7 separate regions of the Mus musculus genome follow, and regions 1, 2, 3, 5, 6 and 7 are each linked to region 4. The links are chromatin contacts, called in public HiCAR-type, HiChIP or PLAC-seq and promoter capture Hi-C maps. All regions are on one chromosome and are shown on one strand. The core of a region is the stretch at or near the end of the contact, and the rest is flanking DNA. Distances in the headings are between cores, read along the strand shown.

Evidence for each region. Promoter capture Hi-C pulls out the DNA fragments that hold promoters and counts their contacts. HiCAR-type assays count read pairs that join an accessible place to other places. HiChIP or PLAC-seq counts read pairs in DNA pulled down with a chosen protein or histone mark.
Region 1: a contact with region 4 is called in a HiCAR-type map of astrocytes, with 2.3 times the contacts expected there. The contact joins the enhancer-like site here to the promoter of Ywhab in region 4. A contact is called at or near these places in 3 of 39 promoter capture datasets (the C10 cell line, neutrophils and pre-B cells), 3 of 484 Hi-C or Micro-C datasets (CD4 T cells, neutrophils and uterus) and 4 of 115 datasets of contacts at active chromatin or transcription factors (astrocytes, bone marrow-derived macrophages, embryonic forebrain and 1 more).
Region 2: a contact with region 4 is called in an HNF4G HiChIP or PLAC-seq map of pancreatic cancer cells. The contact joins the promoter of Gdap1l1 here to the promoter of Ywhab in region 4. A contact is called at or near these places in 5 of 39 promoter capture datasets (the C10 cell line, cranial neural crest, erythroid cells and 2 more), 4 of 484 Hi-C or Micro-C datasets (CD8 T cells, the HPC-7 cell line, liver and 1 more), 3 of 115 datasets of contacts at active chromatin or transcription factors (large pre-B cells, microglia and pancreatic cancer cells) and 2 of 9 other capture datasets (adipose tissue and liver).
Region 3: a contact with region 4 is called in a promoter capture Hi-C map of liver, with 3 times the contacts expected there. The contact joins the promoter of Wfdc9 here to the promoter of Ywhab in region 4. A contact is called at or near these places in 7 of 39 promoter capture datasets (the C10 cell line, hippocampal neurons, liver and 3 more) and 2 of 115 datasets of contacts at active chromatin or transcription factors (bone marrow-derived macrophages and large pre-B cells).
Region 5: a promoter capture Hi-C map of hippocampal neurons shows a contact between it and region 4, with 3 times the contacts expected there. The contact joins the enhancer-like site here to the promoter of Ywhab in region 4. A contact is called at or near these places in 4 of 39 promoter capture datasets (the 3T3-L1 cell line, hippocampal neurons, liver and 1 more) and 1 of 115 datasets of contacts at active chromatin or transcription factors (pancreatic cancer cells).
Region 6: a promoter capture Hi-C map of hippocampal neurons shows a contact between it and region 4, with 4 times the contacts expected there. The contact joins the promoter of Eppin here to the promoter of Ywhab in region 4. A contact is called at or near these places in 4 of 39 promoter capture datasets (the 3T3-L1 cell line, cranial neural crest, hippocampal neurons and 1 more) and 1 of 115 datasets of contacts at active chromatin or transcription factors (large pre-B cells).
Region 7: a contact with region 4 is called in a promoter capture Hi-C map of 3T3-L1-derived adipocytes, with 11 times the contacts expected there. The contact joins the promoter of Fitm2 here to the promoter of Ywhab in region 4. A contact is called at or near these places in 11 of 39 promoter capture datasets (the 3T3-L1 cell line, 3T3-L1-derived adipocytes, the C10 cell line and 5 more), 1 of 15 datasets of contacts at CTCF or cohesin (the NIH/3T3 cell line), 4 of 484 Hi-C or Micro-C datasets (B cells, CD4 T cells, erythroblasts and 1 more), 2 of 115 datasets of contacts at active chromatin or transcription factors (embryonic stem cells and large pre-B cells) and 2 of 9 other capture datasets (adipose tissue and liver).

Annotation. Positions count from the first base shown.
Region 1 is chr2:164,520,829-164,523,951 of GRCm38.p6, reverse strand. No RefSeq gene overlaps it. Among named protein-coding and RNA genes, the nearest start is that of Pigt, 25 kb to the right of the region's middle. Within about 2 kb of position 1,436, at least 218 of the 459 cell types and tissues checked have an H3K27ac peak or open chromatin away from gene starts, as enhancers often do. A contact at or near this core is called in astrocytes, bone marrow-derived macrophages, neutrophils and 3 more, where this site is marked.
Region 2 is chr2:163,436,681-163,440,027 of GRCm38.p6, reverse strand. It overlaps Gdap1l1 (ganglioside-induced differentiation-associated protein 1-like 1), which reads right to left and starts at 1,561. Exons shown (of 6, transcript NM_144891.2): 1 at 1,303-1,561. The coding sequence starts at 1,482.
Region 3 is chr2:164,653,467-164,656,809 of GRCm38.p6, reverse strand. Wfdc9 (WAP four-disulfide core domain 9) reads left to right here and starts at 1,844. Exons shown (of 4, transcript NM_001160414.1): 1 at 1,844-1,927. Wfdc10 (WAP four-disulfide core domain 10) reads right to left here and starts at 764. Exons shown (of 2, transcript NM_001039501.2): 1 at 612-764. The coding sequence starts at 702.
Region 4 is chr2:163,993,285-163,996,492 of GRCm38.p6, reverse strand. It overlaps Ywhab (tyrosine 3-monooxygenase/tryptophan 5-monooxygenase activation protein, beta polypeptide), which reads right to left and starts at 1,296. Exons shown (of 6, transcript NM_018753.6): 1 at 1,128-1,296.
Region 5 is chr2:164,556,880-164,560,390 of GRCm38.p6, reverse strand. It overlaps Gm14317 (predicted gene 14317), which reads right to left. Exons shown (of 3, transcript NR_152178.1): 2 at 2,152-2,283; 3 at 661-1,732. Among named protein-coding and RNA genes, the nearest start is that of Wfdc2, 4.1 kb to the left of the region's middle. Within about 2 kb of position 1,725, at least 58 of the 459 cell types and tissues checked have an H3K27ac peak or open chromatin away from gene starts, as enhancers often do. A contact at or near this core is called in hippocampal neurons and pancreatic cancer cells, where this site is marked.
Region 6 is chr2:164,591,732-164,595,231 of GRCm38.p6, reverse strand. Eppin (epididymal peptidase inhibitor) reads left to right here and starts at 1,661. Exons shown (of 4, transcript NM_029325.2): 1 at 1,661-1,806; 2 at 3,437-3,500. The coding sequence starts at 1,716.
Region 7 is chr2:163,470,711-163,474,319 of GRCm38.p6, reverse strand. Fitm2 (fat storage-inducing transmembrane protein 2) reads left to right here and starts at 1,691. Exons shown (of 2, transcript NM_173397.4): 1 at 1,691-1,917. The coding sequence starts at 1,745. 2310001K24Rik (RIKEN cDNA 2310001K24 gene) reads right to left here and starts at 1,775. Exons shown (of 1, transcript NR_028122.1): 1 at 1,317-1,775.

The DNA of each region.
Region 1 (3,123 bases), core at 187-2,686, 530 kb before region 4:
GCTTACCAAGATTTCCTTACCGCTGCTCTTACCAAAATTTTCCTACCGCTGCTCTTACCAAAAACTTCAAAGGCTTCTTTACTTACCATTGTTGCTGACCAACACGATGAGTTCCCTGTACGGGCCACCACTTGCCACTGTCTCTGACCCACAGAGATAAGAACGACACAGACACCAAGGCGGGTTCACGCAGCAACTTCTTTACTTGGTGCTTTTCCCCTTACAGCTCTTTCCCCAGCAGCCTCTTCTACTCCTCCTTCTTGCAGCAAGGGCTATTCTCCTATACTCACGGCAACTGACCTCATCTTGCTCCACACCACCTCATCCAATCAGAATCACACACACACCAGGCACGAGCTCAGGTAGGTCACAGATAGGCTGACAGATCCGGATCACGAGGAATATGCATGCTTTTTCACTGCGCATGCTCAGGCAAGGCAGTAAACATGCGGGGTTCACGGGGTCTGGCAATGGGCCAGAGTGCCATCTTGGCCCATGCAGCCGCACCTGCTTCCCACACTGAACAACTTGGGCTTGACTCCCATGGCACACAGTGAAAGGAGAATGAATCTTCTGTAGCCTTTGCTACTTTATGGGTTCTTCTTTCTTTCACCCTTCACCCCTTTCCCACCCTTTCAACTCCTTAACACTAGAGGGGAGAGAAAACAGGATAGAAGAAAAAGGGTGTGATGTTACCATTAGACTACTTCCTGCTGATTGGGATGTGGAGTTCCTTGGAGGAAGTTTCATCCTTGCCCTCAGGATATCCGATTTCTTCTTTCTTTTTCTTTGTGTATGACTACTTAACAAACTGAGACCAACAACAACCATAAGCAACCAACCAACAACCCACCACCCCACCTACTGGGGCTCTAGAATTCCAAATATCACACAATTGCAGAAACTATCTACAGTTGGAAAAATTCTGCCCTTGCTAGAGCACGAGGCAAATCACAATCAGCTGCTGTGGACAGTCTGGAAAAAAAAAATTGCCACTACAACGTTCAGAGTTGTGCTTTACAATGCACATGCATTCACATTGCACAGGCATACACACGAGTGATAGGTTTTTAAAAAGCGAATAAGTACTTATAGAACACAGACATGACACAGCCTTAGCAGATCGATACTTTTAAAGGAACAGTTATTGCCTTGGGGAAATGGTTGCCATGAATTTTGAAGATGTCCTATTTTTGTAAGGACTGAAATCCATGCTTTTTATGAGATTGTGGCTTTGGGACTTCTGTCATCATTAGGTTCCACTTTTAAATAAAGTCACACCAAAGAAAACTGTTCCAGGCAGGTCCCTGGATTTAGAGTACCGAACCCCATTCTCAGCTTGCTCACTAGCTCCTTCCCACGGCTCCTGTAGTGCTGGGATTAAAGGCGTGTGCCACCATGCACGGCCAAAGGCTCCACCCCACAGCCCAAGGGCTCAGGAAGCAGCTGGAAACCGCCAGACTCTTCTAAGACTCTTCTCAGTCTCTGAGGTAGTGGCCGCCACACAGTTCTGCCGCCTTGGGTGATGAAAACTGAGCCACTGGCAAGCCAGATGCTTTTACGAGGTACCACTGTGAGTACCAGGGGCTAGTCTTAGTTTTGACTATTGAGTATTTAAAAGTTGGGGTTCCACAAGCCATCTCAGGTTGATAATCCCCTTGCTGAATTCAGGAAGGCACTTCGCTCAGTGTCTAGGTTACAATTAGAGGACACAACTCTAAAAGAGTCCAGATGTAGAGACGCACGGGGCAAGGGAGCTCCCACGGTGTCTCCAGGGAGCGCCTCCCTCCAACCACAGGGTTGTGTTTGCCAACCTGGAGGTTTTCCAAACCCACAAGCTAGGGGCTTTACTGAGGTTTTGTTACGTAGGTATGACTGCGTCCCTCATTGGCTATTGGTAATTGAACTCCATCTCAGGAGTCCAGGGCTTCTTTGGAGATTATGAAGGGCGGGGTTGAAATTGCTAAAGCTTTAACCACCTGTCTGCGGGTTTTCAGCAACCAGCCCACATCCGGAGGCTCTTCAGCTCCAGCTTTGAGTCATCTCATTAGCATATGCAAACCAGTAAATGCGGCGAGTCCCTGGAGAACCTTTCTGGGAACTGGTGACAGAGCTCGAATATTTGTTTTTCTTCTCTTTTGTTTTGTTTTATTTTCTATCATACCACAGTGAGGTTCAAGGGAGGGACTGCAGCCAGGGAAGGGCAGCGACAAAGAATACAGACAGCCTCGGATGGAAGCTGGGGGTCCTCCTAGGCTTTCTGAGGAGTGCTTGATTAGATAAACTTCTTAGAGTCCTGAAGTGTCCTTAGAGCTAAAACTTCTTGATTCTCCAGGAAAAGTCCAGGGAGAACCTGGAACTGGTGGTACACACTTAAGAGTCTCAGCCTTTGGGAGACTAAAGCAAGCAGGGTTGCAGGCCTCTCCAGCCTAGGCTACAGAGAAAGAATACACTTCAAAGTTAATTGATGGATGGGTTAAATATTTAAAAGTTTAAATATCCAGATAGAGCTTGACTCTCCCCAAGCTCTCCCCTTGCCTCCTGAGTCCAAGAAGCATCCTCGTTTCTATTATTCATTTCATTTATTTATTTTAATTAATTAATTTTTAATTTTACATCCCGATTTCAGCTTCCCCTCCTTCCCCTGTCTCCTACGAAACTCCCAGGAATCTATGGGGGTGGGGGGCTCATATCAATAGGGGATATGGAACCTGAAACAGCCATTTCCTGTAGCCACGCATGACTTCCACTGGATGGTGGGGACACCAACCCACCCACGAAACCTTTGGCCTACAGTTTGTCCTGCCTACAAGATGTGCATGGATAAAGAGTGAGCAGAGATTGCAGGATCAGCCCAGGAGAGAAGCACCCTTATTTTTCTGACCACAGAGGTGAGCCATGGGTTGCTGGTGTCACCCTTCCCGGCCACTAGGGTGAGCAAAAGGACAAGAACTGATGCAGCGTCAGAGCAGAAGCAAGCCTTGTTCCTGACCTGGCCAGGCTCTTGTGTGGCCAGAGGGCTGACAAGACTTTCCAAACTTAAGCTGAGGGGAACTGGTGTGACTGGGGAGGAGTGAGGAAGGAGAGGAGGCAGGGTCACATCTGTTGCCTGGCTCTTCATTG
Region 2 (3,347 bases), core at 312-2,811, 560 kb after region 4:
AACACTCTCTCTACACAATTTCACATCATCCTCACGGTAGCTCCCCTGCAGAAGTGACAATGTTTATTCCACTTTACAGATCAGAGCGCTTAGCCTTTGGAGAGGTAAACCGAGGCATCCAAAGCTTCATAGTGGGCCAGCGAAGAAGATGGTTCTCCCACTGGGCTCTCCCTGGCTAATCTCAGACTCAAGGACTCTAAATTGGGAGACCAAAGAGTGATAGGTAGCCCAACTTTCTCAGTATCACCTAGGTGGGCCTCTAGACTAACAGCCATCTGGGGCAGATTCTGGCAGGCTGTGTCTTAGCCAGGATCATGAAGTGATTTCAAGGCACAGTGGGGTGTGAGTAGAGCCAGCCTGGAGTACTGTTGTGTCACCCCTTAAACAGCCCCTCCAGAAACTCTACTGAGGGGTTCAAGTTCCTGGTGGCTATTATTACCTCTATCACTATCCCATTTTTCAGGTTATAAAACTTAACCTGGACCAAAACACAAATCCAAGTCTTTGTTTTCCCAAGCATTTATCTTCAGCAATACTTGCCGGCCCCCATGTGTAAAATGAAGGCATGGGACAGGGCGGTGGGGAGCTGGGGTAGTCAGGTAACAAACAGCTATGCCTTAGAACGAGTTCTGGGCTCTGGCCATGGTGCTGAACCCACTGGCTACAGACAGGACTGCTACCCAGGCAGGGTGGGAGACTGAGTCCCTTAGAACCACCAGGTATTGGGCGCAGAGCCTAATCTCACTCCTACAAAGCGGAAACCCCGGTGACAGTACTAAGGTGTACTTTCAACTGCCCCTACCCTAGAAAGGAGGGGAGTGTTCTAAGTGGTCTAAGGAGCCAAAGCCGGTCTGTGCCTTTAAGAGCAAAACAAATCTGATGGGCAAGCCAGCTGCTCTGAGGGGATGGGTTAACTCCTTCCTTCTCAGCTCTTGAGAAAGGGTGACGGCGGGAGGAAAGACTTCCTAAGTCCCTGACTGAAGAAGACCCCTGCTAGAACGAGGGCCTCAGAGCTGTGGCCCGAGAGTGTCTGGAACAGTGGATGGGATGAAAGCTGGCCTAAAGTGAGGCTTCCTCTGCTCAGCCCCATCAGGCCGCTTGCCGGCAGGGCAGGTCTGTCCCCGGCCTTTGTCTCTCTGTTCAGGTGTCCCCAGGAGGAAACGAGGCCTAAGGAGATGCTCCTGGCATTGGGGCAGGGCTCTGCGGCCCCTCAGGACAGTTCCCTCCGGGGACCCCCGGTGCTACCTGCCTCTCTCTCCGGTCCCCTCCCAGTCGCCTGTCCGCACCCCGCGCCCGCTCTACCTTCTGCGAGCTGAAGGACTGGGTCCAGTGGTACAGAACCAGGCTCTCCTTGGGCCAATGGGCGGGGCTGGATGCCTCGGGCGCGTCGGGGGTCTCCACCGGCTTGGCTGCATCGCTCTCCAGTGCCGAGATGGGCCACCAGCTGCAGTTGGTGGGGGTCAGGTTGTTGGGGGTCGCCATGACAGCCCGCGATCCGAGGAAGGAGGAAGGAGGCGGCTCGGCAGCGGCTCGCTGGCGCCCAGCATCACATGGCCTCTTCGAGCCTGCCCCTCTTCCTCCTCCCCCTCCCCGCGATGTCATTACTCACTGGGTGCAGGAGGAGGGGCAAGGGGATCCCGGGGCTCTTTCCTCCTCCTCCCAGCTGGAGGTCCTCCCTGAGGGCCCTAGGGAGGGAAGGTTGCAGAAACCCGGGCCAAGCCCCCCAGAGCGCTCACAGTTGGTCAGTCACCTGCCAAAGACTTCACCATAATTACGCATTTGTGCCTCTCAATCTTGCGGAAACACTTCTTAGTTTAGATAAATGGCAGTATAGAGGTCTGTTAACCCTTTTTCACAAGTAGTGTCTGGAGATAGCTTTATTTGAAACTCCATTTTCTGATGTTCCCCTTCCTAAAGGGTTTCCAACAGCAGAAGGGGATGAATTGTAATTTGTTAACCACATCGGCACTTTCTCTCTGCCCAGGCACAGGCACTAAGGGCTTTCCAGCGGTCTACCCCTTTGGCCTGATTTACAGAGGAAGAAAGGGAGGCTCAGAGGAGAAGTGACCTTGCTCAAGGTCATAGAGCTGCTAACTGGTGGAGCTGAGATTCAAACTCAAGGCTGGCTTCATACAGGACGGGACTGGCTCGTGATTCAGCAGTCCTGCAAGCAGCAACTCAAGCTCTTTAAAGGAATCATGTGTCTTAGCTATGTAGACATGACTTTCCCAGGTGAGGAGGGGTACCATTGGTGGGATCCTAGGTGACACCATTACCCTAGGATATGTAGCCAGGTAGGAGTCTGTAGACAGCCCTTGTGCCTCTCCTGTAGGAGATTTTAAATGTTCTTTGGAACTTAGGTAAGGTTACCTAAGCATACCCATGCTTCCCCTGGAAAATATTTTATTAGATATTTATTTATTTGTATGTGTATGGGTGTTTTTGTCTGCATGAATATGTCTGGGTGCCAGATGCATGTCTAGTGCCCTCGGAGGCCAGAAGAGGTGTCAGATCCCCTGGAATTGGAGTTACAGTTGTTAGACACCATGTGGATTTGAACACCAGTCCTCTGGAAGAACAGCCAGTGTTCTTAATAGCTGAGCCACCTCTTCAGTCCCAGAATATGAATGTTATTAATGTCATAATTTACCTTTGAGAAGTGGACCCCGAGATAGTAGTTGAAAAATACAGTTGCTGGCCCCTAAAGAGTGGGAGAAGTTATAAGAAATATATCCTTGGGCAATGTCTGCAAACGTCACAGAATGTACTTATGTAGGCCAATTTTACTAAGAACCCCTGTCTCGTGAGCCCGTTTGTCGAACCCTGCTCTTATGAGTTAGTGTAACTGGGAGAGCAGGCCTCACTGTTTGCTGTTTCGGAGTCCTGGACACTTCACCTCACAGACAGTGTTGAAGACGTGGCTGGTCTTTTTTTTATTTTTATTTTTATTTTTATTTTTATTTTTATTTATTTATTTTTTTCTTCTACTAAAGTAAGCGAACTTCTGTGGAACTTTTTCTTTCCTTTATGCCATGGCTGCCAGGAGCCTGGAGCTGCATTTTTTTCTGAGTCTCATTGTTTAATTGGTCTCCCCAGGTTTTTTATTAGATCGCTTTCCACGAACCAGGCTGAATGGTCCTGTAGCAGCTGTCTGCATGCTGGAGAACCTGGGAGCTCAGAAGCTGCTTAGTCTGTGGGGGTGAAGTTTCAGCACTTCTAACAGGGCTCTGCAGGCCTAGGGAGCTACTAGTCTTTGGATTGGAAGGCCAAAGAAGCTGGGTTCTGTCCCAGTGAAGGATGATGGCGATGGCGGCAGAAGCAGCAGCCAAGTACATGCACTCTCCAGC
Region 3 (3,343 bases), core at 595-3,094, 660 kb before region 4:
CAATCTCTCCTAGTAGAAAGAGCCGCAATGGCGCCATCTCTGTGAAATGTGTATTCTTACCCGGCTCATAGAAACCGGAGGTAGTTCACGGACCCTTTCAGCTCCTTAGAATTCTCAGGGTCCGTGAGGCTAACAAATCGGCCTCCAGCCTCTCTGTTTCCTCTGCTGTCTTGCTGTCTAGTGAAGTGTTCTGTCCTCTTCATCATTTACTTTTTACCCACCCCCACCCCCCACCCCAGGTGGCAACTCCATCCCTACCTCTTTCATGATCAATGTTTTGGTTTCTGCACCTATGCCCATTTCTACACCCCTCTTCCCCACTGAACACCTCTGAGAGTTTAAGCCCTCCCAAGTACGAAAGTTTGCCCCCTGGATTTTCAACCATGGGGCCCCTTCCATCACCGTTTGTTTCTGAATCTTTGGAACAAAGGGTGAGAATCGCACGTTCACTGTGCACCTTATCACTGTGTCCGGAACCATAGCTGAGGGGCCGTGGTCACCCAGAGTCAGGACAGTACTGCGGAGCAGAGTATGCAGTCGTATCCCTTCTGGGTCTGTTCTCAGTTGCTCCTTGCCAGCTACCCACAAACCCTACTCATCCAACCACCTACCTTCATATCTCTGCCTTCGCTGGACCCCTCCGTCGGCTAGGGAAAGCAGCAACAGCACACCAAGGAAGAGCAGCAGATTCCTGGACAGCATAACTGCGACCCAGGCGGTGAGCTCAGATCTAGTCTGGATGGCAGACTTTCCCACAGCAGGACGGGGCCTCTCTACTGCCTCTGCTGGCCAAATCAGGGCAGAGCAGTAGCCGTCCTGTTTCTTCCCCTTTTCTTGCCCCTTGCCCTTTTTCTCTGTGGCTTTTCTCATAAACGAGATCTCTTTCAGCCCCCTCTTCGCGCTAACATAATTTCCTCACGATATATATAGTTTAGGGCTCAGGAGATTGAGTAAAGTGTTTGCAGATAAAGCTGACCTGGAGGCAAATGTCTGTGAGCCAGAGCCGGGATTGTTGGTAGAAACAGAAGGCTCTCAGGGTCCTGCCGGGCTGTCTGGAGCTGAAGCTGTGAGTCTTAGGGTTGGTGAGGAATTCTGATGTTTACCTCTAGTGTCCATAAAATAGACTCATTTTTAAAAAGATTTACTCTGTGTGTGTCTGTGTGTGTGTGTGTGTGCGCGCGCGCGCGTGCTCGCCACACGTGACACCAGGACATCAGATCCCCTGGAACTAGCATTATCCACAGTTGGGAACTGAACCCCCGTCCTCTGCGAGAATAGCAGGTGCTCATTACCACCGAGCCGCCTTTCCAGCCTCGATCCTGGTTCGCTATTATCTCAGTTTCCCCGGGCACGCCACACAGAGTCTCGTTTTGGCTCAGACCCATCTTCTGCCCTTTTTATTTAATCCTGTAACCGTCTCCCAAGATGCCTTTCCGTCAGTGATTTCACTTATGTCACACACACACCATCATGTATGTCCTAATTCACGATGTTCTGCAAGATGCTCAAGGCTGAGCAAGGTGGGGCTGTGGGCAGCAGGCAAGGAAGGGATGAGCAGGGATTGAGGAGTGCCCAGGAGATGGTTACAGTCTGCACATCCAGATCCATCCGCAGCACCGTAAAGACTCTGAAATTTTGTTCCTGGCTTTTTAAAATATCTTTTCTTTATCCTCTGACAACCTCATACCTGTGTATAATGTGTATTGATCCTATCCGTTCTCAACCTTCTCCACCCACTGCCTCTGAATTCTCAGTCCCCAATATGCCCACCTTCATGCCCCACACCCCCATCTCTGCATACCAGAGGACCTACATATCTCCGGCTTGGCCCCACCTCTTAAAGGTTATATCCCTCTTACTATTGTTACTCTGGGGACCACGGCTCCAGCACAGGAACCTTTGGGGAACAGACTACAAACCACAGCAGGTACCATTTTCCTCCTCATCAGTTTCCCCTCAGTGTGTTCCCACACTGTCACACTGGGGCTTCCAAACCCCGAGCTCTGTCTTTGTACGGTTCGTCCTCCTTGGCCAAGTGTGTGCAGTCTTAGCATATACTGTGCAGAGCACCAGTGTACACACACACACACACACACACACACACACACACACACACCTGTAATCCTGTAGGCCAAGTTGAGAGGAGTCTGCTCTTTGAGAGTGCTAGACCTCTTTGTGTGTGTGTGTGTGTGTGTGTGTATCTGTGTGTGTGTGTGTATCTGTATGTGTGTGTATCTGTGTGTGTGTATCTGTGTGTGTGTGTGTGTGTGTGTGTGTGTAACAGAAGAGGACATTGGGTACCCTTCTCTGTCACTCCCTACCTCATCCCCTTGAGATAGAGTCTTTCACTGAACTTGGAGATTGCCATTTTTCATCCTGCCTATGTGGCTAATGCTCCCTTTTCCCATCTGCCTTTAACACTGGGGCTACAGGTCTATGTGGCACTGCTAGGGTTTTTTTTAAATGTGAGTGCTGGAATCTGAACTCAGGTCCCACGTTTGCCCAGCAGTCTCTCTTACCCCTGTGTCACCTCTCCAGCTCCTACTGTCCTTCTCTCAGGCATTTGGTGAACACATTTCTCCATCCACCAAGCAACGATTCTGTGGCAAGATCCCGACTGTAGGGTTGATCCCTCTGTTTCCTTCCTTGTTTGCTAGAGGGCCATTTAGCTTTTATAAACACCTTCCCTATCCAGTTTCTTTACCTCTGTGAAACCTGGAGAGCGTTTGTGTTAGCTTGTACTTGGCCCATCAAAGGAGAACCAACACTGAGCAGGATGCGAAGTAAAAGAGGATGCATGACCCAAAGCCGAAGACGATCCTGCAGTTCTAACGTGCAGGAGGCTGAGGCAAGAGGGCTGTCAAACCTGGGCTACATGGTGAGACCATTTCTCAAAAAACATCACTACCAACAGAGGCAGGTGCCTTTGACTCCCTTCCTGTAGGTGAGCTTGGATGATTCAGAAAGACTCTGTACCCAGTGGCCGAGGAGTTCTGGATCAGAGATAAAGCTGTGGAAGACACACAGTGTCCCCAGCCCACACAGAGGTGCCGGCTACATCAACACAGCCCAGTGCTTTCACTTGAGAGAGTGCCAAAGAAATAGTCTGTGAGCTGACACGTAGCTCCTGAACTGAGCCCAAAACTCTGCTACCACAAAAGTCAACCCTAACTCTGTTTTTTTTTTTTGTTTTGTTTTTTGTTTTGTTCTTTTGTGCTCCGTTCCAAATTTGGACAAAAGAGCTGTCAGTCTGCTGTCACCTGTAGACAAGGGAGTGTAAAGCATGAGTTTTACGGCTGGCTTAGGTAATTTGTGCCTGGAGTTGTGTCAGCATCATCCTTGT
Region 4 (3,208 bases), core at 47-2,546:
TAAACTGTGTGTCTGTATGGTTTCACAGGAACACCTGAGATACAGTGAGAAATGTAATTTTCATATTCTCTTAAGCGCTACACCTTTCTGCACCGGCTCCCGGGATTTTAGAGATTTGTAACATCTTGCCAGATTCCACCTCCCACACCAGGCAAGTAAAATCAAGAGTCCAGTGCTATCTAGTCTCACCAGAGAAAATGTACTGAAGGCAAGGACATGAGCCATGCATTTTTACAGAGGTTGGCAAATTCTCACCAACGCTGCCACCTTTGGAATCCTCGATGCACGCATGTTCTCCATTTGCAACAGACCCAGATGCGCTCATCTTGCAAAAAAGGGTCCACATCTTGCCTACTCCTTCCTCAAACACTGAGGTTACTAGACAAATTTCAAACAATATATAACATATACACACACACACACACACACACATATATATATATATATGCCACAAAAAAGTGTATGGATGAATTTGGGGCATGGACACACGAGATTCTGGCAGTAAAAGACGACAAATATCAAGAGAAAAGACTCAATTCTCAGCCTGATCTTCCCCCACCCCATTGGGAATCCGGTTTGAGTCAGTGAAAGGTTCAGATAAATCCATTTCTTAATTCAAACCTCAACCCTGCTGTCAGGGAATCTCGGGTCCAGCTGGGTTTCCCACACCAGCGATGATGAAACAGCTTTACTGCAAAGTGGGAGAGGGATTCGCCCCAGCTGTCGCCAAGGTTAAACCCTTACTCATCCAGGGGAGTGCGGCAGGGGCGTCGCGGCTCGGGAACTCGCCCGCCTTCGACTAACATTTCAATTTTTGAAAGCCACAAAGAATGAGAGAGGTTGACAGGCCCAGAAGGATGGCTCGGGGCCCGAAGGGAGCAGGCAGGGGCGGCGCCGAGCAGAGATGGTGCCGGAGGGGGGGAGCCTGCGGCCCAGCGGTCCCCAGCCGCGCAGGCCTGGCCGCACCCCGTACGGCGCGCCGAGAGAGAAGCCCGGGCTTCCCGCGGAGGCGCAGGCCTGGCCGGAAGCGGGGAGGGGCGGCAGTAAGCCTGGCGGCGACAGTGAGCCTGGCCGCAGCCCGACAAGGGGCTTTGGGCTGGGGCCCCTGGGAGCCACGCCGCACTCACCGCGGAGGACTGGAGGGAGCAAAGGCGCTTCCGGGAAGATCAGAGGGCAGCGACTGCGTCCTTCCCGGGCTCACTCCTCAGGCGGGGCTGGCGGCAGCGGCGGTGGCAGCGACCGTAGGGGCAGTGGCGGCGGTGGCGGCGGCGGCTACCCGGCTCCGGAATCGGCGGCGGCGGTGGCGGCGGCGGCAGCTGCACTTCCGCTCTGGCCACCACTTCCGCTCTAGCCCAAGTCCCGCCCCACCCTGAGTCGATTCCTCATTGGGTGAATGAGGCACGGGGTTGCTCCGTCCTCCTGAAAAGGGCGGTGATAGCCAGGAGGAGGGGATGTCAGGGAGGACCAAGAGGGAGCGGTCGTGGGAGGACGCAGAGCCTGGGTGGGAGCGAGGAGGGGGCGGACGCAGGGAAAGGAAGTGGGGCGGGGGAGCAGGAAAAGGAGGAAGAAGAGAGGGCGGGGCCGAGGTGGCCGCCCCAGGGCTGGGATGTGTGAGAACAGGGCGGGCTCCGGGAGGGCAGGGTTCGGAAGCTTGGAGCGGTCTTGGTTGAGCCTAGGATCGTCTGTTCCTACCCAACCCTGAAAATAATTCTCACGGGGTCGGAGAGCCTAGCAGTGCTTTTAGCTGTGCGTTAAGGGAATGCTTGTAACTAAAGGAGAACAGACAGCCCTCCATTTTCAGTTAGTTCACCTTTCAGTCCTAAAAGGTACTTACTGTTCTTTTCCTAGACCAAGGACGCTTCATGAAGTACCAGGAACAGAACATTTCCAAGGTCTTAATAAAAACAGAAAAACAAAACAAAAAAACCAGTGTACATCAGTTCTTCGTTGAGATTCCCTGGTCCCCAAGTATCCTTCAAAGGGAAATCGTCAGAGACAGAACCCTGGGATCCCCAAACGGCTTTCAGTGTTACCTAAATTTTATTACTACTTCACTCAAGCCTGTTGACCCTTAAGTCTAGCCCTTCAAAATACCTCCACCACCACGCCTTCGTTCATTTCCCACAAATTCCGTGTGGCAATTTTCAGAGTGCTGGGGAGTACAGCAAGACTTGCGTCTTGAAGCTTACAGTTTTTAGAGAAAGAACAAAGTAATAGGCCTTTGTCATTTCTCCTTTTACCCTCACTTAGCTTAATGACAGACTTCAAATTCACCGCTTGACTCTCCAGCCCTGCCCCCATCAAGTACCAAATGATCTTTTCAATGTCATTCTGTGTCCGCTGCTTTGAAACCCATCGCTGATGGCTCCGACTTAATAGTTCCCTGGGCGAGACAATCAGAGCTCTGTCCTTACCCATTATCAGCACCCCAGTTCATTTATATAACTCCCCATCCTCCCAATGTACTGTTCCAGAATGAATAAACACTTTGAGTTAGCTGCTGTCTTAGCTAGGGTTTCTATTGCTGTGATGCTGGGGAGGAAAGGGTTTATTTGACTTACACGGCCAAATTATTCATTACCAAAGAAGTCAGGACAAGAACTCAAACAGGGCAGGAACCTGGAGGTAGGAACGGATGCAGAGGCCATGGAGGAGAGATGCTGCCTTGCTCAGCCTGCTTTCTTATAGAACTCAGAACCATACAAATCAGATTTCTATGGACAGAAAACTGCTGTCTACATTTCTATATGGTAGCTGGGACTATGGAGTGGCTGTCTACTTCAGATTGGGTGTGTATACACAGACTTTCTAGGGTATAAAGGTCATTTTCAAGTCTTTTGTACAGACATTTGTTCTTTAGATGCAGACCACATCAGTCCTGAACCAAGTACAACAACTTTTAACTTGAATGAGATTAAGAGTGCATTGTGTAGGGCTGGCGAGATGGCTCAGTGGTTAAGAGGGCTGACTGCTTTTCCGAAGGTCCAGAGTTCAAATACCAGCAACCACATGGTGGCTCATAACCATCCATAATGAAATCTGATGCCCTCTTCTGGTGTGTCTGAAGACAGCTACAGTGTACTTACATATAATAAATAAATAAACATTAAAAAAGGGTGCATTGTGTAATATATATATATATATTCGGAAGCTTGGAGCGGATATATATATCATGGATTTTATATCGGATTTTAATCAAAACCACTGA
Region 5 (3,511 bases), core at 476-2,975, 560 kb before region 4:
CGCTGAGCACATCCTGACCTGGATTTGGGCTCCTTGTCAGCCTTGCCCCAGGATCTGTTTCTGTGACTTCATCTTTCTTGGCCAGCTCTCTGGCATCTTTCTCTTGCCGTCCTTGGGCAGTATGACACAGTTGTGAGAGCAGTGGTACCCAAGGTCACCTCACTAAGAGGCAATGACAGACAGAGGTGACAGATGACTCCAAGGGGGCAGAATCTTCCAGGTGTAACATGTATCATCCGATACGCGTAAGAACTCACAGAGGCCGGGGCAGCAGAAGCAACACCTGCACAGGTTCACAGCAGACAAAATCCCTGTGCTGAGAAAGGAAGTGGGCATCGAGTCCCAGCCCTAACTAAGAAGCTAGCTGAGCTATTTGCCATAGGCACCTGCAGAGAGAGAGAGACAGAGACAGAGACAGAGACAGAGACAGAGACAGAGACAGAGACAGAGACAGAGACAGAGACAGAGACAGAGACAGAGAGAGTTTTTTCCAATGCAGTGTTGCTTGGCTATATCAACCATACTCTGGGACAGGCTCCATGCCAGGGGATAGTGGGCCAACACAAAATGAACTCTTTTGTGTGTGTGTGTTCTTTTTGTTTTGTTTCAGCATTTTATGTCTCTCTCGGGTTTTTTGTTTGATTTGATTTTCAATTTTTTGGGGGGGAGCGGGAGGGTGGTGAGAGAGAAAGAACAGGAAGTTGGGTGGGTAGGAAGATAGTGTGGAGGGTCAGGAAGTCGGGGGAGGGGGAGAATGTGATAAAGATATATTATTTATTTTTTTTAAAAATTAGAACATTAACAAAAAAATTAAACAAAAAAATTAAGACAAGTATTGCGAGGAGAAAATGTCAGGTAGGATGTGAGGGCCCACTCTGCTTTATAACAGGGGACTTGGGCCTGCAAATGCCAAAACAATGACTAAGGGAGTTACACAGGAAGCACCCTGTAAGCGGCTTCTGGCTCCTGGGATCGAGAGTCTGTAAGGCCCCGGAGGATTCTGCTGCTGGAGACGAGAGACTTCTGCAACATTAAAAGCTCTAAGTCAGATGGGTAGCCTTTGCCGACATGAGTGCATCCAACCGCTGAGCTAAAGAAGGACGTTGGTAAAGTGGCCCGAAAAGGTTTCCTCCAGCTTTGCAGGCCCAGGCGGGGACCGGAGACATGCCATTGTTGGGAGGGGCTGAGGCTATTTACTCTGAGCTCAGAGAAAGTCAACCGCAAGGAAGGTAAGAGCTAGGTGGGGTCACGGTTGGTTGTAGGCAGGCAACTGAAACCCAGGGCACATGGAGGACACTTTGGTGAACAACTGGTTTAGCCTGTGGACCAAATGGCTACTGAATGTTTATTCCTGGGCACGGCCGCACACGAATTTCTTCCAGCTTCCTTGGACTGGGTATCATCAGGTCCAACCCCTCCCAAACTCTCATAGGATCCCTGGCTGACTGGCCCCTCTCTTACCGGAATGTGGATTAGTGTGAGGGGGAGGGGAAGGCAGGTAGAAGATGGGAAGGAAGGTTCTTAAGGTCGGGTTTATTTGGGGGTGACAGATTCTGAGCTGGGCTGGCATACAGTTTCTCTTCTGCATACACAAGAAGAGCAGGGGCACCAGTATGGGCTTGCGAGTGAGGAGTGAATGGCTTCTGGCGTGTGGCTCAGAGCAGTGCTTCACCTTCAGGATCTACGACGTCTTCCACAAAGCAAGCATCATTGCAACATCTTGTAGGACTGACTGTTCAGAGGATGAAAGAAAAGAGCAGAAAGCAGGGGGTGGCAGATCCAGCTGGAGCCCGTATATTATTAGCTCACACGGTTCGTTTCGAAATTTTGAACTAGTTGCCAATGTTTAAAAATGGAGTTTCACATAAAGAAAAGAACCTTCTCAATTCTCTCAGAAATAGTATTGGATCTGGCAGCAAGTCCTAAGATTCATAAAGCAATCATCACTCAGAACACAGCCCTCAGAACTGGGCCTGCACCATAGTCACCTGGAGGGCTTGTTCGAGTGTAGCTTGTGGGGAACTAGGATTATAACACAGTTGGTAGATTGCTTGCCAATCATACAGGAAGCCCTGGGTTCCGTCTCCAGAGCTCCATAAAGTGGGCATGGTGGTACATACCAGGAGGCAGGAGCATCCCAGTGGAACTTACCTGGAGGCAGGAGCATCCTCTTGGTACACACCTGGAGGGAGGCAGGAGTATCCTGGTAGTATACACCTGGAGGCAGGAGCATCCCAGTGGTACACACCTGGAGGGAGGCAGGAGCATCCCAGTGGTACACACCTGGAGGGAGGCAGGAGCATCCAACATTCAAACTCATCCTTGACTCCATAGCAAGTTTGAAGCCAACCTGGGCTACATGAGATCACCTCCAGAACAGGTCTGAGTGGAATCTGAGAGTACACACTTCTAGCAAGATTCCAGATGCTGCTGGAGAAGCAGCCACATTCTGAATGCTGTGTCATAGAGCTAAGCTGGCATGCTTTCTCCTTATGAGAGAAACCATCATTCCTTGTCCCATGTGCTCTACTGACCCGTTGTTCCTAGTAACCACTGGTCCCAGTACATTTAAATCCGTGCTCTGTGGAGTGGGCATGCCCTGGAGCTCACTAGAAAGTAGCTTGCAGTTATTTAGCAGTACTATGGATTCAGAAACATCACTCCTATTCTGCAGATTAAAAACCTGTGGTTTGGTAAGGCAGAGTGACTAGCTGGCGGGAGCCCAGCCCATCAATCAAAAGACACTTGACGGTACCTTTTGTTCCTATGGCTTCGGTTATATCAATATTAAACCCACCCACCCCATTCCACACATACTCCTGAGTTTTTAAGAAAAAAGAATTGCATGTTATTGTGAGGCATGCCTTTAATGCCAGAGTTTAAGAAGTAGAGGCAGGCAGATCTGTTGAGTTTGAAGTCAGCCCAGGCAAGCCAGGGCTAAAAGGTGAGAACCTGTTTCAATAAATAAATAAATAAAATTTTAAAAATAAAAGTTAATGTATTGGGTTTCTGAAATGGCTCAGAGGGTTATAAGCACTTAAAATCGCTTGCCCTACAAGCCCTGGCAACCTGAGTTCAAGCCCCAGAGACCACGGGATGCAGAGAGAAGCAGCTCTGCCAAGGTGTCCTCTGACCTCCAGCCGCGACACATGCACACACACCCCAGTCACACACAAACGGTCCAGAACTCTGGGCACCGCTCCATGAGCATGGAAGAATATTCATGAGAGAAGGAAAAGAAAGGATGAGAGGGAAAGAGAGAGATACAGGGAGAGAGAGAGGGAGAGACTGAGGGAGGGAGAGGGAGGGACTGAGGGAGGGACTGAGGGAGGGAGGGAGGGAGGGAGGGAGGGAGGGAGGGAGGGAGGGAGAGGAGGAAGGGAGGAAAGGAGGGAGGGAGGGAGGGAATGATTTACAATGGGAGCACTCACCTGCATACATGTGCACTCTAAAATACTGTGACCAAGTTCACTGTGAAGGTTTGAGAAGTTCCAAGAGCAGCCAGGCTGTC
Region 6 (3,500 bases), core at 412-2,911, 600 kb before region 4:
GTGTTAGAAGGAGTCCAAACCCAAGATACATCCTAGGCCCCAAAGACATGCATTTCATGTCAGCTGCTTGGAAAATGACATGCACGTGTACTGACATGCAACTCAGACAGGTCAAATAGAATGTGGTAAAATAACCTGGACATGTTAGCATCTTTTTTATCCCCTGAGAGAGTTTAAGGAAGAAGGCAGATTTAGCCTTCAGGGGTCATCAGGAAGTGTTTTAACCGTAGTCCTTCAGCCTGTCTCTACTGACATGGGCTACTTTTGTTTCCCTTCGGACTAGGGTTACAATTCTTTCCTTCAAGTCTACAATAAATTAGATCCTCATCACCAGCCAGTGGCCTGAGGTGGAGACTCACAGACTCGGTGCCCTGGAATCCTGTCTCGCACATTCACTGGCTGGGTGATACTTGTTAGAATCCTTTCTGCTCTGGGTCACATAATCCTGCTGCAAGATAAAATACCCCAGGGTCTTTCAGATTAGAAACACCAAGTTTTCGCCTGCTGGCTGTCTTTGAGAGAATACAGAAGTCCAAGAAGATCAGGTTGTCTAGTAGAAATTCTATTTCTAAGACCTGAGCTGTAGGTCCATGGGAGAGTGTCTCCCAGCCTATGCAGATCTGGGCTTAATCCCCAGCAAAATCATTTTAGCATTTTTGAGAAATAATCCTTAAGTGACATTGCAAATCTGCTGATATGGGATTTCCATGGGGGTTCTGCCTCTGATCCCGATGATGAGGCTGTGTGCTTAGCTATCACATAAAACAAGTTGAGAACAATGACCTGCACAATATGTTACCAGCACAGGGAAAGAAAGTAGAATCTGGCTGTTAATATTTTCCCTTTCGCAGAGAGCTTCTCTGCCTTCTAGCCCAGTGTTCAGCAGCTGGTACTGGAGATGCACAACTAGGAGGGGGCTGCTCACGTGTGCACCCTTCTTCTGACAGCACACTTAGTATCCAGCAGCTCTACAGTGTTGTCCTTGATTCAGCTGTAGTCTCTCAGACCCGTGTCTTTATTTCAGTGTCTTCTCAGGCAACACTCTGTCATGTGGTGGAGGCTCCCTGCGCTCTGCAACATTCAACAACACTGTGACAAATGCTATCTAAAGACTCTGTTATCCACCTGGTTTCTCCCCAGTCCTGTGCTCTCTTTGGCAACTCTTTACTCTTTGGCCTTCATTTAAAAAAAAAAGTGTCCCTGAGAGATGATAAATGGGAAAACGGTGGGAAGAAACTGTGGGAGAGGGAGAAGGGAACACAGAGACCTTGGACCTACCATGGGAATAAACATGAAGAGATATTAAGACAATAGAGAGTGTGCTTAACGGAGTGAGTGTTTTAAAAGTGGTAAATTAATGGTAAAGAGGGCATGCCACATTAACTTTGAGTTATCAAGATGAAGGCCCAAGAGGACAGCATTGACCCTCAGTGCAGCATGGATGGTGTAGAGTACACTTTGGGCACTACCCTGGTTGACCAGAATGCTAGCCCTATGCAGTCCAAGCAGAAAGGCTTTCTCCATAGATGTGGGCTGTGAATGTCATTAGCTCCACTTATGATCTCGAGAACTTGGTGTTCCCAGCAAGATAGTAGGTGACTGGCTTTTCTCCAGCTCTTACAGCCAAGGTACAGCCTACTGAGAGAATCGGATGGGCGAAGGCAGCAGACATTTCCATGTTCTAGAACTACCAGCCAGGCCAGCCCCTCGCCAGAATGAAGCTTTCTGGATTTGTGAGCATTCTTGTGCTATTTGGCCTGCTTGCAAGAGTCCAGGGACCTAGTCTAGCTGACTTGCTGTTTCCCAGTAAGTACTGTTTTTTTCTAGTGTTGTCTGGGAGAAAGGGAAGTTTACTGGAAGGAAGAGACAAAGAACAATTCCTCAGGTGTGGGTCACCTTTCTACAGCTCCTTCCTGGGTGTGGCTCAGGAGAGGAGAGAGATACTTATAAGGTCTCTTAGTGTTACAACGACCTCTGTGTTGATACAGGGACAGGGGTCTGGGGAAACACCTTCAAAGTCCCTTTAAAAAGGGGAGGTGAGGAAGGGTTATGGTTCCAACATTAATGGGAAGACCTTTCACCTCTTAAAGAAGTAGACAGACATATTTGTCTGGGGGCTCTGGGGTCAGAGTTGGTGGGTTGTACAGAGTTGGTAGCCTGGTGATCTTGAGCAAAATATTTAATTTCCACGTGTCCTCTCTGGAACTTGATTTCTTCATTTTAAACGAATTTTGGCCCTACAGCTTTGTGGTGAAGAAACAGGACAGAGTAAAGCTTCCCCCCACGGTGACCGCTCTGCAGGTATTAGCTAACATTTGCTTGTGTTCACTATCTCATTTAATCCTCACAAGAACTCTACGAGAGGAAGTCCTATCAACACTCCTGTTTTATTCTTTTAATTTAAAATTTTGGAATTTTAAACATTAAAATATAATTTTCCCCTTCCTTTTCTTCCTTCCAATTCCTTTTACATACCTGCTCCCACTCCGTCTGAAACTACGGCCTCTTTTTCTTTAATTGTTGCTGTTATCTGTGTGTGTGTGTGTGTGTGTGTGTGTGTGTGTGAGAGAGAGAGAGAGAGAGAGAGAGAGAGAGCCTAAATAAATACAGCCTGCTGTGTCTGTTTATTATTTTCTGTATGTATATGATTTCAGGGCTGACCATTTGGTATTGGATAAGCAATTAAATTAGGGGGGTCTTCCCTGGGAAAGACTATTTCTCCTGAACTTAGCACCCCTTAGTTGTATATAGCTCTTTGTCCGTAAACTTCCCTCTTTGAAACTAGAAGACACAGAATTTAAAGAATGTGCCCACCATCACAAGGCTACCAGCATTCAACCAACTAAAGATTTTTCTACGATAACACCTGTATTAACCCGTTGAAAATTGTATACAATGTATTTAGGATCCTGTTTCTCCTCCACAACACACACACTCCCGGCAGAGTTAGGATTCCAAAACCCAGCTGCAGGTGGGGGAGGAATCACTGTGCAATGTTGCCCTCTAGAGGAAAACAGCAACACGACATAACTGAATAGCTAGAACAAAGGAAACAGAGGCTGTAGTGGAAAGGGTCTACTCCCAAGGAGGCATTCCCAGGGTCTGGAGAGTGTCTGGATTGTTAGGAGATGGATGGAGTGCCCAGGATGTCTAGTACATGAGGCCAAGGTGGCTGTTAAAGGTTCCACAAAGCACAGGGCAGCTCCCATGGCCAACAGGTGATTGTCACCAGTGTTGAAAAGTTCTGCCCCAGCAGCTGGGGGGTAGCAGGGATGGAGGGAAGAAGGTATGGAGGAGTGTTGAAGAGGTTAGAGTGGGTAGTGATGGAAACGGGAGCAAAGAAAAGGCTTCCTTCACCGTGAGCAAATTTGAACATGAGCTTCCCTGCACTCTCAAATCCGAAGGCCCAGAGGCTGAAGGACTGTTTCTTTCCTAGGGAGATGCCCCAGATTCAGAGAGGAGTGTGAACACCAAGAGAGGGACCTTTGTACCAGGGACAG
Region 7 (3,609 bases), core at 442-2,941, 520 kb after region 4:
TTTTTTTCTTTTTTTAGAAGATTGGTCTCATGTATCTCAGGCTTGCCCTGAACTCACTGTGTGGCTGAGCCTTTACCTCTGGTGTGTTGAGATTACAGTCAGGTACTACCACACAGAGTTTATGCAGTGCGAGGCATTGAACCCAGGACTTCGTGCACACTAGTCAAGCATCCTACCAACTGAACTACAGTCCCAGCTCCCATGGCACTCCTCACTGTAAATATAACTCGCCGATGCTTACAATGTTATTGATTTTACTGGACATTTGTCTCCACGGTTCACCTGTGATTTCAGTTCAACCACACATTGACAAATGGAGTCACAGCTCAACGAAGACAGGTGATGACAGAACACAGGCCTGATTTGTAGCACTTGCCAATTTCCTTAGTGCAAATACTTCTATTGTGGCTGATTTCAAGCTTCCTGTGTGATATCACAGAAGGGAGAAGAGAGCACAGAGGTGTTCCCGGGAGGCACAATGGATACAGGTAGGCTCAGGCATAGATAAACCAGATGTGATGGGACATGCTTGTAATCCCAGCACCCAAGAGGGAGGCTGAGACAGGAAGACAACACAGGTTCAAAACCAGCCCTCTCTATAAAGTGAGTTCCAGGCCAGCCAGGGTCACGTAAGAGATCCTGTTTCAAAATAGACAAACAAGAACATAAATAATAATAGAACATAGTAAAATAATTAGAAAGTGATGGGTTTGAGTTTTCACCTTGATTTTAAAGTGCTAATCTATAAACTACAGTCACTAAGGAATAACTCATGGTTGGGAAGCCCTGACTTTGACACCTAACATTACGGGCTAGGAGCTTAGCTAAGGGACAAAACTGAGTGACTGAGTCACCAGTACCTCATGTGAGCTCTGCAAACCTTGGGAGCCCAAGATGTTCAGTCAACAACACAGTTGATTCATCCTTTTTTTTTTCAGCTGATTCATTCTTACATTTATTTACTTATCTATTTATCTGTATTTATTTATTTATTTAGTGTGTGTGTGTGTGTGAGAGAGAGAGAAAGAGAGAGAGAGAGAGCAACTTATGGGAGTTGCCTTCCACAATGTGGAGAGAGCAACTTATGGGAGTTGCCTTCCACAATGTGGATCCCAAGGACTGAATCCAGGTTATTTGGTTTGGCAACAAGTGCCCTTACTTGTCTCAAAACCCGAAGTGGCACATGACTTTAATCTCAGTACTCTGGAGGTCAAGTTTAGGGGATCTCTGAGTTCGAGGCCACCCTGGTTATACAGAATGAGTTCCAAGTCAGCCAGGTCTACTTGGAGAAACCCAGTCTGAAAACAAAACAAGTAAATAAGATTTAAATTTATTAATGACTTTGCAAAGAAATTTCATCTGAAAAACCCTATAACTGACCCAATATACGGAACTCCCAAACTAGCTCTTAAGAAAGGTGGGTCTCTTGTTTGTTTTGCAGATAAAGAAAGCGAGAATCCCATCCCACAAACATGAGGGGAGCAGGTTGCCCAGGCAAAGAGCAGCCTGCAGTGATCTCAGCCAGTAGCTTGGGGGCGATGAGTGGAAGCGGCGCAGGTAAATGCAGACCTGCACTCTGCAGAGACCCATCAAGGCCACTAGAGGGAGACACGCCCTCTAGGGGGCGGAGCTTGCAGGAAGCGCGCATGCGCCCAGAGGGGATGTGGTGGTGCCAGCTCGGGCGAAGGGTAAGACGGTGGCCGAGAAGGCTCTGGAAGGCGGACGGTAGCCGAGAAGGACCGGCATGGAGCACCTGGAGCGCTGCGCGTGGTTTCTCCGCGGGACGCTGGTGAGGGCGACGGTGCGGCGCCACCTGCCCTGGGCGCTGGTGGCCGCCATGCTGGCGGGCTCGGTCGTCAAGGAGCTGTCCCCGCTGCCCGAGAGCTACCTCAGCAACAAGCGCAACGTCCTCAACGTGTGAGTGCATCGGGCTCCGGGCCCCCGCGCCCCAAGAAGCCAGTTGGATGCTGGGGCAGGCGAGTCATCGGGAGGGAGCCCTGTCTTGACAGGCGCGTCCGCGCGCGTGTCGCGACACTGGGACCCTGGGAAAGCAAGTGACATTCGCGCCTAGTATGTGAGCATTCCGATAGGAGGATCGAGTCGGTGACGGGTGGGTTATAAGTGACAGTGGGTACATTGGAGCGGCTATTCCCCCGCCCCCAGAGTTAGGCGCTTGCCCCTGTCCTGTTCAGGGAGATGTCACCTTCCTCTTGCCGGCTAGTCAGACACCCCTCTCTTAACCACTGTGGCAAAAATCCCACCGTTGACTTAAAGAACCACCTCTAGACCCACCCACCACCCCAAGAGCTTTTGCCATCCCTGCCCCATGTTAGTAGAAGCAAGCGTGAAACCTTTCACTCTGGTGACCTTTCTCCTGGATCTCCTTGGACTTTCTCAGTACTCTAAAGTGCATGGCAGTCACCCAGGAAAACAACCCCAGCCGATCTCGTTGGGACATCTCTCAAACTCCACTTATTTCTTTCCTAGTCCTTTAGAAACACTTACATCGTAAGTTTATTGCACAACACTCCGTTGGAGCTAGACAGGGAGTTTGGAAGATGAAATTGCTCCATCCATGTGAGCTTAATGCTTCAGACTAGTGAGTGTCTCCAGCTTGTGGACAATCTGCCTCTCTTGTTAATCTACTTCAAACCCGGTTTTCTCTTTTGGGCAACTGAGTCAGGTTTCTGACAGACCTTGGTTTTAACGAGGCTTTCCTTGTCAAGCCTGTGAAGGTTTTAGTAATGGGCCCTTTGGTGGCGTCTGAGAAACTACTGGAACCTAGGGAAGAAGAGCCCTGTCCTTGGCCCACCTTCATCCTTCCCCACTCGTAGTGGCTGGTCTAAGAATAGAGTGTAAGGGTGGTAGTTGTTCCAGATCTCTTTGGTGGGTGTTTTCTGCCCAGATCTCCAGGTCAGCCACCTTTCATGAGCTCAGAGGAGGCAGACATGGCAGATGTTGCTGTATCTGGCCTAATGAACCAGGAGCCCAGCAGCCTGGCACGCCAATTGTTTAGGGGTAGCCATGGATTCTAATGTTTTGTTCCAAGACATGATGCTGATTAATGGGAGGGAACTGGCAGTGACTCACTGGATCTGGAAGAGATTTTAAAAACGGTTTGGTGCCTTTGGCTTTTCTAGCTGAGGGAACTGAGGCCTGAAGATAAATAAGAGTCAGAATCAGGATTCAAACCATGGTCTTGTAGCTTGAACTAAAGCTTGCTCGCTTTCTTTCTTTCTTTTTTTCTTTCTTTCTTCTTTTCTTTCTTTTAAAGATTTATTTAATGTATATGAGTACGTTATAGCTGTCTTCAGACACACCAGAAGAGGGCATCAGATTCCATGACAGATGGTTATGAGCCACCATGTGGTTGTGGGAATTGAACTCAGGACCTCTGGAAGAGCAGTCAGTGCTCTTAACTGCTGAGCTATCTCTCCAGCCGGTAAAGCTCTTCCTTATAAGACTTACCAGCTTTGTAGAATAGAACACTAGTGTGGTCGAACAGACATGAACTTTGGGGCTGTGTAAAGTGTGGCTCAATCTGTTTGCCGTTGTGTATGTGGCCTTGGCAAAGTTCAGTTTTCTGAGCCCCCAGAGCTATCTGTGAAA